Linked DNA regions of Mus musculus: region 2 is linked to region 1. The links are chromatin contacts, called in public Hi-C maps. All regions are on one chromosome and are shown on one strand. The core of a region is the stretch at or near the end of the contact, and the rest is flanking DNA. Distances in the headings are between cores, read along the strand shown. Region 1 overlaps Chst15 (carbohydrate sulfotransferase 15). Region 2 has its middle 6.1 kb from the start of Gm35147.

Region 1 (6,176 bases), core at 1,000-3,499:
TTTCTATGTTTCTGCGGTTTCAGGTGTGTCAGTGCACCCAGACTGCCTCTTCTTCCTCCTCCTCCAATCAGCACCTGGCACAGGCTTGTTTTGCTTTCCATGGCTCCTTCTCTGTGCAGGACACATGGCACCAGACCAGCCAGCATCCCCTATCAGCTTCGAATGCAAGTGGAAATTGAGATGGCATGAGACTCAGTGCCTCTGCTTCTAAGGGATTTGGAGAAAAAGGCTTGAAAGTGGCCCATGTCATCTCCTCCTCTTTGGTTGAGTCTCCCTCTCCTCCTTATGCAGAGCCCCTGGGAGACAGAAGCTGATCTTTAGGTTGAGTTTTAAAGGAGCCAGGAAATGAAGGAACCACGGGCCTGGATGAGCTGCTGGACCACTTGAGGCTAAGCCAGATGATGGGCTGAAGTCTGTGGAGGTGCAGATGGTGAAGGTGGGGTGCCAGGCTCCTGAATCTCTTACCTTATCTGTCTCTTATGAGCTGCATGTACTTGAGAAGCAAAGAACCATGCTGCACCTCTTCTCTATCGAAGGCAGGCCTGGATGAGCAGGTGCCTATAGGCTTGTCCTGCCTGGTTGATAATTCTAGAGAGCATGGGTTCACCTGGGCTTCGACTATACCCACTGTCAGCTTCAAGATATGCTAGAGGTTTCCCACCATGAATTGGATCTTTAGAAGTTCCTAGGGTCCCCTGTGGGTTTCTCTCTGTCACAACTTTCTTCCTAGCTTCCTTCAGACACTTAGGGATAAGCATGCCACCTGTCTCTTTCTGGAATTCCTGTCCTCACATTGGATGGAGGTAGGGAAAGTTGGACATCCAGACATAGGTTTATAGGTGAGTAGAAATCAGGTAGCATTGGGGCGAGGGCATGAGGCGCTTTCTAATGATGCAAAGACTGGGTTTTACTTATGGAAACTTGCTGTGGGCCATGTGGAGGTTATTCGTTTTCTGTCTCTTCAAATTCATGCTGGAGGGCACCATTGATTTTACTCCCACACTACTCGTGGAAATCTAAGTCTCGGGATGGCTCAGTTTATTGTGTGAGTTCATAGCGTTGGTAACATTTGAGCTGAGTTAAAAGGTGAGTCTGCCTACTTTGAGGACCAGCTTAATGCTTTGACTTCATGGAAACCCTTTTTCCTGTGTTCCACCTCTCTACTAAATTGAAGCTCTGGGTATCACTCTGGGGTACGAGAGAGAGGAGAGCTGTTTGCTATGGAGATTGGATCTTTGTGAGAATGCTGGTTTCCCACAGATACGGGCCATGAAAGGATAGCTTTTTCTATGGACTCTGTCTATGCTGTGATGCATATAAAAAGTCATTGTTACTAACAAAAACAATATTGATGATGAAATTATTATACAGCCAAGTATATAATTTATAAAACCTCCCGTGGTATGCAAGATATGGCGGTGCATGCTGTTGGTCCCAGGATGCCACACAGAGATCTCTGTAAATTCAAGGCCAGCCTGGCCTACATAGGGAGTTACAGGGCAACCAGGACCATATTGTGAGACCCTGTTGTATCCCTCCCATATCCATCCTTAAATAACTCAAAAATAGCTTCAGGAAGTCCCTGAAACTGAGCAGATCCAGTAGGCCCCTCCCTGCCAAAATAAAAGCAATTAAAGCTGAGAGTTGCCTCAGATGGAAGGGGATTGAACTCCAAGAATATTCTCAGACACGACAAGCTGAGAAGAAGACTCAGACCAGACCAGATGCTCGAAAGAAGCAGAAACCAGCCTAGCTGCCTGCACAACATTTAGATCAACTGAGGCACCTGGAAAGGACACTCTCCTGCCTGTTGAGCAGCCTGTCGACTGTACAGTATGTTCCAGGCTTCCCAGCTTTTGTTATCTGTCACCTATGCTGAGGTCGGCCTTGGTGATGCAGCTATCTTTGAGTCATTTCTGCTTCTGTAAGTAATGCCTCACCCATATTCTTATAAGCAACCCCAGTAAAACCCATTGGTCCACCAAGTTGAACTTTAGCCGTGTCTGTGCTTTGGTCTGTTGTGGGCTCATTATCTGGGGTGAGTAGATGTTCATCTCCCCAGGAAAAGTCTTGTCACACAGCAGACCCTATCTCAAAAGAACAAAATAAAACTCCCGTGGTACATATGACACATACTTGGTGCCAGACAGGAAGCGCCTGCTGACCCTGGTAAGGGGATACTTGCAGAGGAAGCACTGATAAGAGACTCCAGGCATCAGGAAAGATGAAATTTGGCAAGGAACCTATCAGGGTCAGATTACAGCACAAGCTTGCTAGGGGAAGAGGACACAGAGAGAAATGACAATAACCACACAGAGGCTAGAGGGAAGGCCTGTCTATCCCATTGGGGGATGGGGGTCAGTTGTCTAGATAACTGGAACAAAACAGCCATGGCTATCATAAACACAAATTTGCTTGAAGACAGTGTGGTGTGTTAGGGTGGCTGTGGCCTAACCTCAGAAGAACTCCCTTCTGGCTTCCATCATTGCTACAGCAGGGAATTCTCTGCTTCTGGTGCTAAGGAAGAGAGGCTTTCAGAATGAGGGACGGACTCCGTAAGTGACTGCATCTCTGGTGAGTTGCCTTGGCCTGTGTTGGCCCCTCATAAGCTTTGCATGCACTCTGTGAAGCTCGTTACACAGTTGTTAAAGCTGATATTTGTAGCTCCGATGGCTTCGCTACCTGTAGCAGAGGATACTTAGCAGAGGATACTGGCTAGCTTGTACTGTGTGGTGAATGACAAGAACAACATCTCTGGAGGGATGACTGGGTCAGCTGGGTTACAGCTCCTCAATGTTGGCCTCAGCCTTCCTTCACGTGTCTGTCATCCTTCTATCAACCCAGCCATGTTCTTCTAGTGATGACAGCAAAGATGGCTTGGGTTGAGTAGACACGCCCTGTCCCTTTTCACTGGGGCTTGAGACCAACAGGTGGTCTCTTCTACCTCATCCTGTTGGCCAAAGCAGGTCACCTGACTCAAACTGGAGGATGAAGAAATAGTCTTCTCCTTTATTATAAAGTGCAAAGTGATTCCCATGACAAGAGTGAGACTATAGGGAGGAATAATGAATAAAACCCAGTAATGCAATCTATCCTAAATGGTATTTATGAATAATAATTAGCATTCGTAATACTGTATGCCAGCATTATGTGTATGAAATATTAACTAACATTTATTAAGTGTTTACAATAGATTACCCTGATAAGTAAGCTATATGTGTTAGCTCACTTGATACCAATTGCACTGGTAGGCTATAGTTCCTTTGATTATTCTCACTTCTTATTCAAGGAAACAGAGAGGAGATAGGTTTAATGTCCTGTCAAGGTCAAATCCAAGCAATTTGGCCACAACATTCAGGCTCTTAACTCCCAAGCTGTGGGTGATCTATGCTTGCCTGTGTACCATTTGAGAACACAAAGACCCAGATAAGTCACTTGTCTGAAGTCCCTTGGAATCCTGACCTGCCCCTGATCGCTATGTGCTTTCTACAAGCTAGAGAACACTGAATGTCTAAGTGAGGAGCGACTCAGTTCTGCTAATTGATTGGAAAGCCTCAAGTATAAGATTGACACTGGAACCTGGGAGATGGCTTAATTGGCCAAGCTCTTACAAAATAAGGCCCTGTGCCCACACTCCTAGCATCTATGTGGCGGATCCCTGGGGCTTGTGGGCCAGCCAGTTTAGCTAAATTGGTGAGCTCCAGGTATCACTGAGAGATGTTGTCTCAAAAAATAATGAGGAGGCCTATTGATGATGACATTTGATGCGAGCCTCTTGCTTCTACGTGAGTGTACATGCGCATCTGTACACACACACACACACACACAGAGGCAGACTGATATCGCTTATTGCTTGTACAGAACTCTTGTTAGCTTTCTTCTTGGTCTTGGCAGTTTCTTTATGATACCTTGGAGCTGAGTCAAAAAATGCCTTCCTCTACTTACTGATTAATACTTCTTGACAAAAAGAGTATGTTCATATACATAGCCCAAGGAAAGATGTTAGCATTCAGACATACTAACTGAAGAAGGCTTTGTGTTTTTAGTAAAGGTTAATTAAGACCCATCAAAAATTTTCCCCTTAAAACATAAAAGTGAAATCGTGTAATTAGCTATTTTCCCCTTTCCCCCCCGGAGGGCATACATGAATGTTTCAGCTAAATGAAGCTATTTATTGAAGTCCATCCAGATTTTCTTTGAAGTTTCATACATCTTTCTTCTACTCTATCGGCTTCTAGCTACAATAATTTAATAAGTTTTTCCTAGGGTGAAATTGGATGCCCTTTATCGATCTTTCACTGAGGGGCATTCAATTACTTAATCTAAAGTGGTATTTCTGGGTCTCTCCATTACAATTTTGTTATAAATGGTTTGCTAATGATGCCTGGTGTACATAGGTTAATAGGGGGCATCCAAGCAAAGGCTGGGTAATTGAATGCTTTCTATTTGGGGACCAGTTATCTGATCTCTCGCAGTGGCACTGGGTTCCCACAGTTTTGGTCTGCATCCACGGGGTACAGCTTGGAGCCTTGGCTGGGAGGCGGCAGGGCTGTAATGTATCCCTGAGTGCCTTGGTTGACTACATGAATGAGCACCAGAGGTTCTGTCTAACCTGAGCCGACTGGCACCAAGCGCTGGCATTCCAGCCAGGTGAAGTACAGGTGGGATGCATTACCTGCTTCTGAGGGGAGAACACCTGAGTGTTAAGTTTCTGAGTGGCTGTCCCTGGGATCATCTGTACTGTGTGGGAAAAGCCAGTTACGGGGCATGATAGCGATCCATTCTCCTTCTAGTACAGCCACATGAATTGGATTTTTTTTTTTCATTAGCTGTGTTATTTAATAGCTACACAGATTAGTCAGAGCCCTGGGAAAGAATATGTAGCATGCCTCGTTTTATGCACTTGGGCCAATATCACCCTTGACACCAGCTTTCAAGGCTGTATAGAATCTAATCTCTGCCTTAGCCTCGAGTGGTCGATACCGTCTCCAAACCAGCACAAGTCCCCAATGATCTGCCCACAGGTGGTTCTCAGCTGCTTTGATTTCCCACAGAGCCTCCCCCTCCCTTGGTTTCTTCATTTCCATGAAACTTTGTTTCTGTCATGTCCCCCAAACTCTGCTCAATAACAACTGTGAAGTCACACTCTGCTCACTGTGCCTGTAAGACAGGCTCCACCTGGAGAATAGGTCCCCAGGGCCACCTTCGTCTATGTCTGGATCTGGTTTTGCTTACCCTATCTCAGGAGGATAGGTTCTACTAGCATCTAGCCTTGGAGGCCAGGGACAGTGCTGACCTTGCATGTCCTACAGTGCAGAGACAGCCTGTGCTGTGAGGAATTATCCAGCCAGGCCTTGTACTGTGGCACTGAGTGAACAGTGGTGTCTAATGGTTTCACTGTTTGGGACATTTGTCACCTGAGGTTATCTTGTGTACTTGTGACAGATTGTTACTCCTGCAGTGCTCCTGGCCAAGGTGGAATAAAAGCCAGCTCAGGTGGAAGAGTCCTCTGTCATGGGCCTCTCTGCTCCTTTCTTGTCTGTTCTAGGGATTGGCTTGTCCAGGGGCACTGAAGATTAACAGCCTGCACTTAAGGGGCACATTTGACTTCATTACCTGGTGACTGGATGGGTCTTAATCAACTTTATTGAGATGTACTTCACATATGATAGAGTGCCTGTATGGTTTTGGGGATGGGAAAGACAGTTTATATCTTTTTATTTGTTTGTTTGTTTGTTTGTTTGTTTTTAAAAAGAAGATTCTGTTCCCTTCCTCCAAAAGTATCATCAACACAAAGCACCTCAACTTCTTGATACCAGCCTGGAATCTTGCCATTCAAGGTCAACACCAAACGCCTGGAGTCTGAGGTCCCATTCCCAAGAGATTGCTCCATTTTAGATCCCCAGCAGAAGGATTTTCAGCACCCACACTGTGACTGAACTGGCTACAGAGGCAAAGGTTCCCATGGTTTCCTAAGTGGTTTCAGGAAGCTCCCAGAGGAATAAATCTCGACCCAGAAGGTCCCTAGCAGCAGCATATAACAAGAATTTGATCAGGACTGGTCAGCAGTCAGGCATAGGGAGGAATATCCATGATTCTCCTGGCTTCACCCAGCTCTGTGTGCTTATCAGCCCTGAAGCCCTTAGATCCCAGTGACTTTGAGTTTGAGCAGAGGT
Region 2 (5,309 bases), core at 2,177-4,676, 190 kb before region 1:
GAAGTTGAATGTCTATAGGGAAAGTTCCTGGGACAAGTGGTCCAAGGGACTTGATGGCCTCTTAGACACAAGAATGAGGAAGAAAGGGCATGAGAGATGTCCCTATGTGACCAGCTTCTCATTGGATGCTATCTGGAGAGAAGGGATGGAGGGGAACCAGACAGGGACTCAGTCAGATAGGTTCCCTGCTGACTGCTCCCCAGAGAGCCCTGAGCTGCCTTTGACAGTTTATAGCAGTTCCTGCTGAGTGGGGTTCTTGCCTGGTTCTTCTTAGCCTTACTGGGTCCTGGATCTCAGGCCTCTGCCTGGCCACAAACTCCCAGACCTTCTGACATTAGCAGAGGGCATGAAGGCCCTGTTCCCTATTATGTTTTGGTGCTCCTAAGTGATTAGATTCCCTCCCCACAGTAGCCTCCTCCTGTCAGGGTTTAGTTCCTCTGGCTATGAGACCCCAGGGCTGTAGATCTGGCATTAGAGAATTGGGGGTACAGGCTACAAGAGTGATTTGGAACTGCCTGCTGTGCTGTGACCCAGGATCATCTTGTAGGGTGGGGCTTAGGGAGGGTGTATCTGGGCAGGGAGGGACCCTTGAGGAGCCAAGGGTAGCTTGGTTCTGCCATTGTTCCGCCATGTTTCCTTGGGGTTGAGGTCCACAGCTGATGGGCCTCTGATGGCTGGTGTTTAAACGCTAGTTTCAAAGCTTTTCCTGTTGGAAAGTGGTTCAGGGCAGGTAGGAGTGAGGCTCTGGCATGCCCCTGTGTCTGTCAGGAGCAAGGTGTGTCAGGAGCAAGGTGGGTTCTTCAAAGCCCTTTGATACAGGGCCATTTGGAGCCAGTCATGATCCCAAGCCAAGGTACCACCAGCGTTGCTAATGTTATCAAGCGTGTTAGACTAAGAACTTCTTAGATCCTGGGGTAAGCTTGGTGAATGAGGTAGAGTGGGTTCAGGGACGTAGGAGGTGTCTAAATATGTCAACTCTGACCCTGGCTTTATAGGCAGTGCAGTGACAACATCCAGTCACCTGTGTCAAAGCTCCACTTGGCCTATCGGGTATGGGAGTTTTTATGTGTGGAAGGGAGGTGCCTATATCTAAGTGATGTGTGTGTATATATGTCTGTGTCCCTGAGTCTGTGGGTGTCAATATATTTGTGTAAGATGTGACTTGTGTCAGTACATTCAGGGTGTCTGGACGCCAATGAGTCTTCGGTGTCTACGTATATTACAGTCCATGTGTTTCTGAAAGCATTTCTTGCTGTACTGATGACCCTGTGGTCCTGGACAGTAGATGACCTGAGACCATTCCAGTGGCAGGTCCCTGCCATATTCAGCTCTATTATATCTACTACTTAAGTGAGGCACGGACCCCCTGAGGGCTCAGAAACTGACTGATGACTCCCCACTGGTAAGTGCCCAATCTAGGCTCCACATCCAACCACCTAGGCTTGGAGCTTTGGTCTTAGCCATATTTTGAGCCCCAGCAAGCCCAGGATCTAGGAAGTATACTAAATATCTACGCCAGGTCACAGGCAGGGTGCTTGGTCCAGATTTCATCCTGGAATCTTGTCCAAGGGAATGACCCCCACCATGCCTCCTTGTCGCTTATCGAGACCCAACAAGACACTCTATTTAGAGTCAGTAATGCAGCATTGAGAGCCATTCTGGGGATCTGAGCCTCACAGTTGTTCACAGCTATAGGGCTACCTCTGGACTGTTGAGGAGGCTGACTGAAGCTAGCTCTGTAAGCAGCTGCTGGCAGGTCTTCCACAAGCATAAGGAGGAGCCGTTACTCAATGTTGGTCTGGGTCTCTGGGTGCCTTCAGTGTGCATATAGTCCTGCTTAGCCAGCAGGATGCAGGATGCGGGGACTCCTCATCCCAAGATGTCCATGCCACTGAAATGTGCTTCAGGGAGAGTGGGAGATTTATGGCCAAAGTCATTTTAAATGGAATTAGGTGTCTAAATCAAATTTGCTGCTGTTTCTCCCTCTCCCTCTCTCTCTCTCTCTCTCTACACACATACACACACACACACACACACACACACACACACACACACTACCTCTAGAATACCCTGTTTGCATGTATATACACAAAACACCGGCCCTAGAGAGAACACTGACCTTGAGGCACAAAGGTATTTCAGCTTCTCATTACTAGTCACTTGGTATTAGTAGGTACCACATGGTGACATGGGCTGTGTTTCTGTCTGTCCTGAAGAAATGATCCTCCCAAGAGCATGGAAGAAGCTTATGGATATAGAAAAAGTGCTCTGCTAAGGTCACATGCCAGAGACAGGGCCAGTCTGCTCCAATCTAAACCCCATTCTTCTATCTAGTGGTACCAGGAGTCACCCTTAGAAGCCTGCTGGATTTTTACGTTTCTACATTCCAACCTGGCTCTTGTGTGAGAAAAGGAGTACGTTTTTGGCACCAAGTTCACCCTAAGCTTGCTATAGCACCGTGGGAGGAAGGCTGTCAGGTAAAGTAGAAGCTAACGATCGAGGTTTGCATTTTGGGCTGACTACACTGCAGTTGTTCTACACGTACCCCCAAGCGTTTGACACCGAATCTGTGTAGCTCATACCCGTGTGCTCGGTGTTCAGGTATATGTGGGTACCCTGAGCTCCTTCTCAGTGGCTTTGGCACCCTGAGTGAGGTAGGGTACACTTCTCTTGCTGCTTGCGCCTCTTAGCTCTGGACCTTCTTAGATGCTAGGACAGGAGGTACCATTTTCCAGGCCAACCCACCTCTGATTTCTGCCCTCGAGGGAGGCTCCCAGACTGACCCATGAGGAGGTCCCAGCTTGGCCTGTCTCCTTTTATTTTTATTTTTAAAAAAAATCTCCATCAGTAACTTGATTGGAGGAAACAAGACCAGGCAAGGTCTGTCTGGGGGGAGTCATTTCACCTTTGAATTCCTCAATTTCCTTGTCTGAAAAAAGAAGCTGTCCAGCTTCCCCCAACTCCCCTGGAAAGTGCTGGATACAAGAAAATGCTTGACTCATGGCAAGCACCCAGCCACCAGAGGGCACTATGAAAAACAAATCCCACAGGACCAACTAGAAGACCTCCCAGAGGACTTGGGAGAGAGTGGGCTCTGCTCGCTCAGTCAGACATCAGAGGATGGGGTTCTCAGGGACCGTTATCCATTCTGGAGGGAGGATAACGTTTATCTGCATCCTAGGTTCTGTCTGGAGGAGGAACCACCACTTCTAGAAAGAAATCTCTAAGATGTAGAAGGTCACTCAGCCCCTCCCCACTGTGGCCCAGTGGGTCCTTGCCTTGTCTTCAGTGGTACCTCTTTGCACCCATAGTTATTATGTGTGGCTTATTGCAGACACTAAGGCAAAGTGTTCCTGGAGAGGACAGGGTGGAGGACTGCCTCCTAAGTGACTCCGCCCCTCCCGTCCCCCATCCCCCATTGCTGTAGAGCAACCCTACTCCCCCAAAGAATTTTGGGATACTGAACTAGATAGGAATTAAAGTTTCTTTAAGCAGGACCTTTGGCAGGGCAGGCATGACAGGGCAGGCGTGAGACGGGGGCTGGGGCCTGTACTTTAGCAACTGTACCATGCACAAATAACCATATGGCCTCTGACCATAATCAGTTACTCAATTCTCACTACATTCTGCAGTATGAACACCATGCCACCTTAACAGTCAAGAAAGCTGAGGCTCTCGGCGTGCAGGGAGTCAGCCAATTCAGGATCTGAACTTCATCCTGGAAGGACATTTTTAAAGGATGGGATCACAAAATATGTGTGGGGAGGTGGGGTGGGCAGTTGCATTAACCAATCATATTTTGATATAAGGGGTTAAACAAGGAAGTTAAGGCTGGTGACTTCTCCTTATCCGGGTCATCTGTTTTCAGGGTCCTTGAGTCAGCTTTTGCAGTCAGGTCCCCTCCTGGAGTCTGACCTGGAATCTAGAATGATAAAGAACAAGGACTGGGCAAGCTGCACGCACTCAATTAAGTGGGGACAGGCAGCACACTATGACTTGTGTGCCTTGGCTAGATTCCCTCTTTGCATCCCTTACTGGCTAACAAACAAGCATGGACCATCTGAAGAGGCCAGAGAGTTGGGTTCTGCAGCCTGGAAACAGGAGTTTAGTTCTGTTTCTGCCAGCAAGGTGGAACTTGCTCCTGAGATGGCCGAACTCAGGAAACTATCTGGCAACAGACCCAGCCCATCTTGCTCTCTGTGTATGCCCCTGTAGAGCCCACCTCTAAGTCCATGCAGATACGTGTCTTCTGGATCTGCCCCTAAGGCTTCCTCATAGGTCAATGCTGAGCCTAGTCCCAGCTTTCTCTGCATGCTCTCGCCATCCATTCAGTCCTGTCTCCAGTGAAACCTGTAGGTCCAGTGGAGCCTGTAGGCTAAACCAAATCAAGATGATGGTCTCCCCAGAGAGGTGGCAACTGGACAGAGGGACATCGTTGATTATACCTGCTCTTGGCCTAATGTCAGCACTCCACCTCTGCCTACCTAAGCTTCTCTCACACCCCAAATCTGGGGCTTCTGCTCACATAAGCACCTATATCACAACCGTCTTCCTGTCCCCAACCCGTCATCCCTGCGGTTGGACTGAATGCTATCTAGAGGGGGGCAGTTCTAGGTCCCTGGTGACAGGTATGTGTCCATGCGTGGTGGTGACCAGAGGTCAATCTCAGGTACTGTTTCTCGGGTGCTGTCTACTTGTTTTTGAGACAAGGTCTTTCACTGGCCTGAGATGGCTGATTATGTCAGGTTGGATGTGTAAGGGCAAAATAGTCTCCTGGCAATCAGAGGGCCCAGGGATGCTGTAAAAAAAAAATCACACCACACAACATGCAGGAGATTTATGGAGGGTGGGGGAGTGAAAGACCACCTCTGAGTGAGGATAAGAGGGTAAGTGGGGAGGGGACGAAGGGAAGAGGAGAGGCCAGAAGTGTATAGAAAAAAGTATGTGACCCGACTAGCATTGGCTGCTAGTGATGATGGGACTCACTGGTACTGAGTCACTGAAGGCAGAGTTGGGGGTGGGGGAGCACCTAGTTCTGAAAAGTGGGTGGTTCTCGGTTTACCAACGGGCTGGATGCCCCAGGGGTCTGCCTGTCTCTCCTGTCCCTCTGGGTCTTACAGGTATATGCCACGATGGCCAATTTTCTTTAGATTCATTTCAGGGGTTGAACTCAGGTCCTCTTGTTTATATAGCAAGTACTTAACTCACTGAACCATCTCCCCAGCCCATGTTTGTCTCTTAACACACGAGTGATATGGGCTTGTGTAAGATGTTTTATCTGGGTCCAGTCAACTCACACCCTGGGTATC

The links. Hi-C and Micro-C count contacts between places; a contact is called where the count stands out from the background.
Region 2: a Hi-C map of the G1E-ER4 cell line shows a contact between it and region 1, with 2.0 times the contacts expected there. The contact joins two enhancer-like sites. A contact is called at or near these places in 2 of 15 datasets of contacts at CTCF or cohesin (large pre-B cells and pro-B cells), 7 of 484 Hi-C or Micro-C datasets (CD8 T cells, the G1E-ER4 cell line, the HPC-7 cell line and 3 more), 4 of 115 datasets of contacts at active chromatin or transcription factors (double positive thymocytes, embryonic basal ganglia, embryonic stem cells and 1 more) and 3 of 9 other capture datasets (adipose tissue, embryonic stem cells and liver).

Annotation. Positions count from the first base shown.
Region 1 is chr7:132,274,859-132,281,034 of GRCm38.p6, reverse strand. The region is part of intron 1 of Chst15 (carbohydrate sulfotransferase 15); the gene reads left to right. Among named protein-coding and RNA genes, the nearest start is that of Gm10584, 38 kb to the left of the region's middle. Within about 2 kb of position 2,249, at least 5 of the 459 cell types and tissues checked have an H3K27ac peak or open chromatin away from gene starts, as enhancers often do. A contact at or near this core is called in the G1E-ER4 cell line, where this site is marked.
Region 2 is chr7:132,469,243-132,474,551 of GRCm38.p6, reverse strand. No RefSeq gene overlaps it. Among named protein-coding and RNA genes, the nearest start is that of Gm35147, 6.1 kb to the right of the region's middle. Within about 2 kb of position 3,426, at least 3 of the 459 cell types and tissues checked have an H3K27ac peak or open chromatin away from gene starts, as enhancers often do. A contact at or near this core is called in the G1E-ER4 cell line, where this site is marked.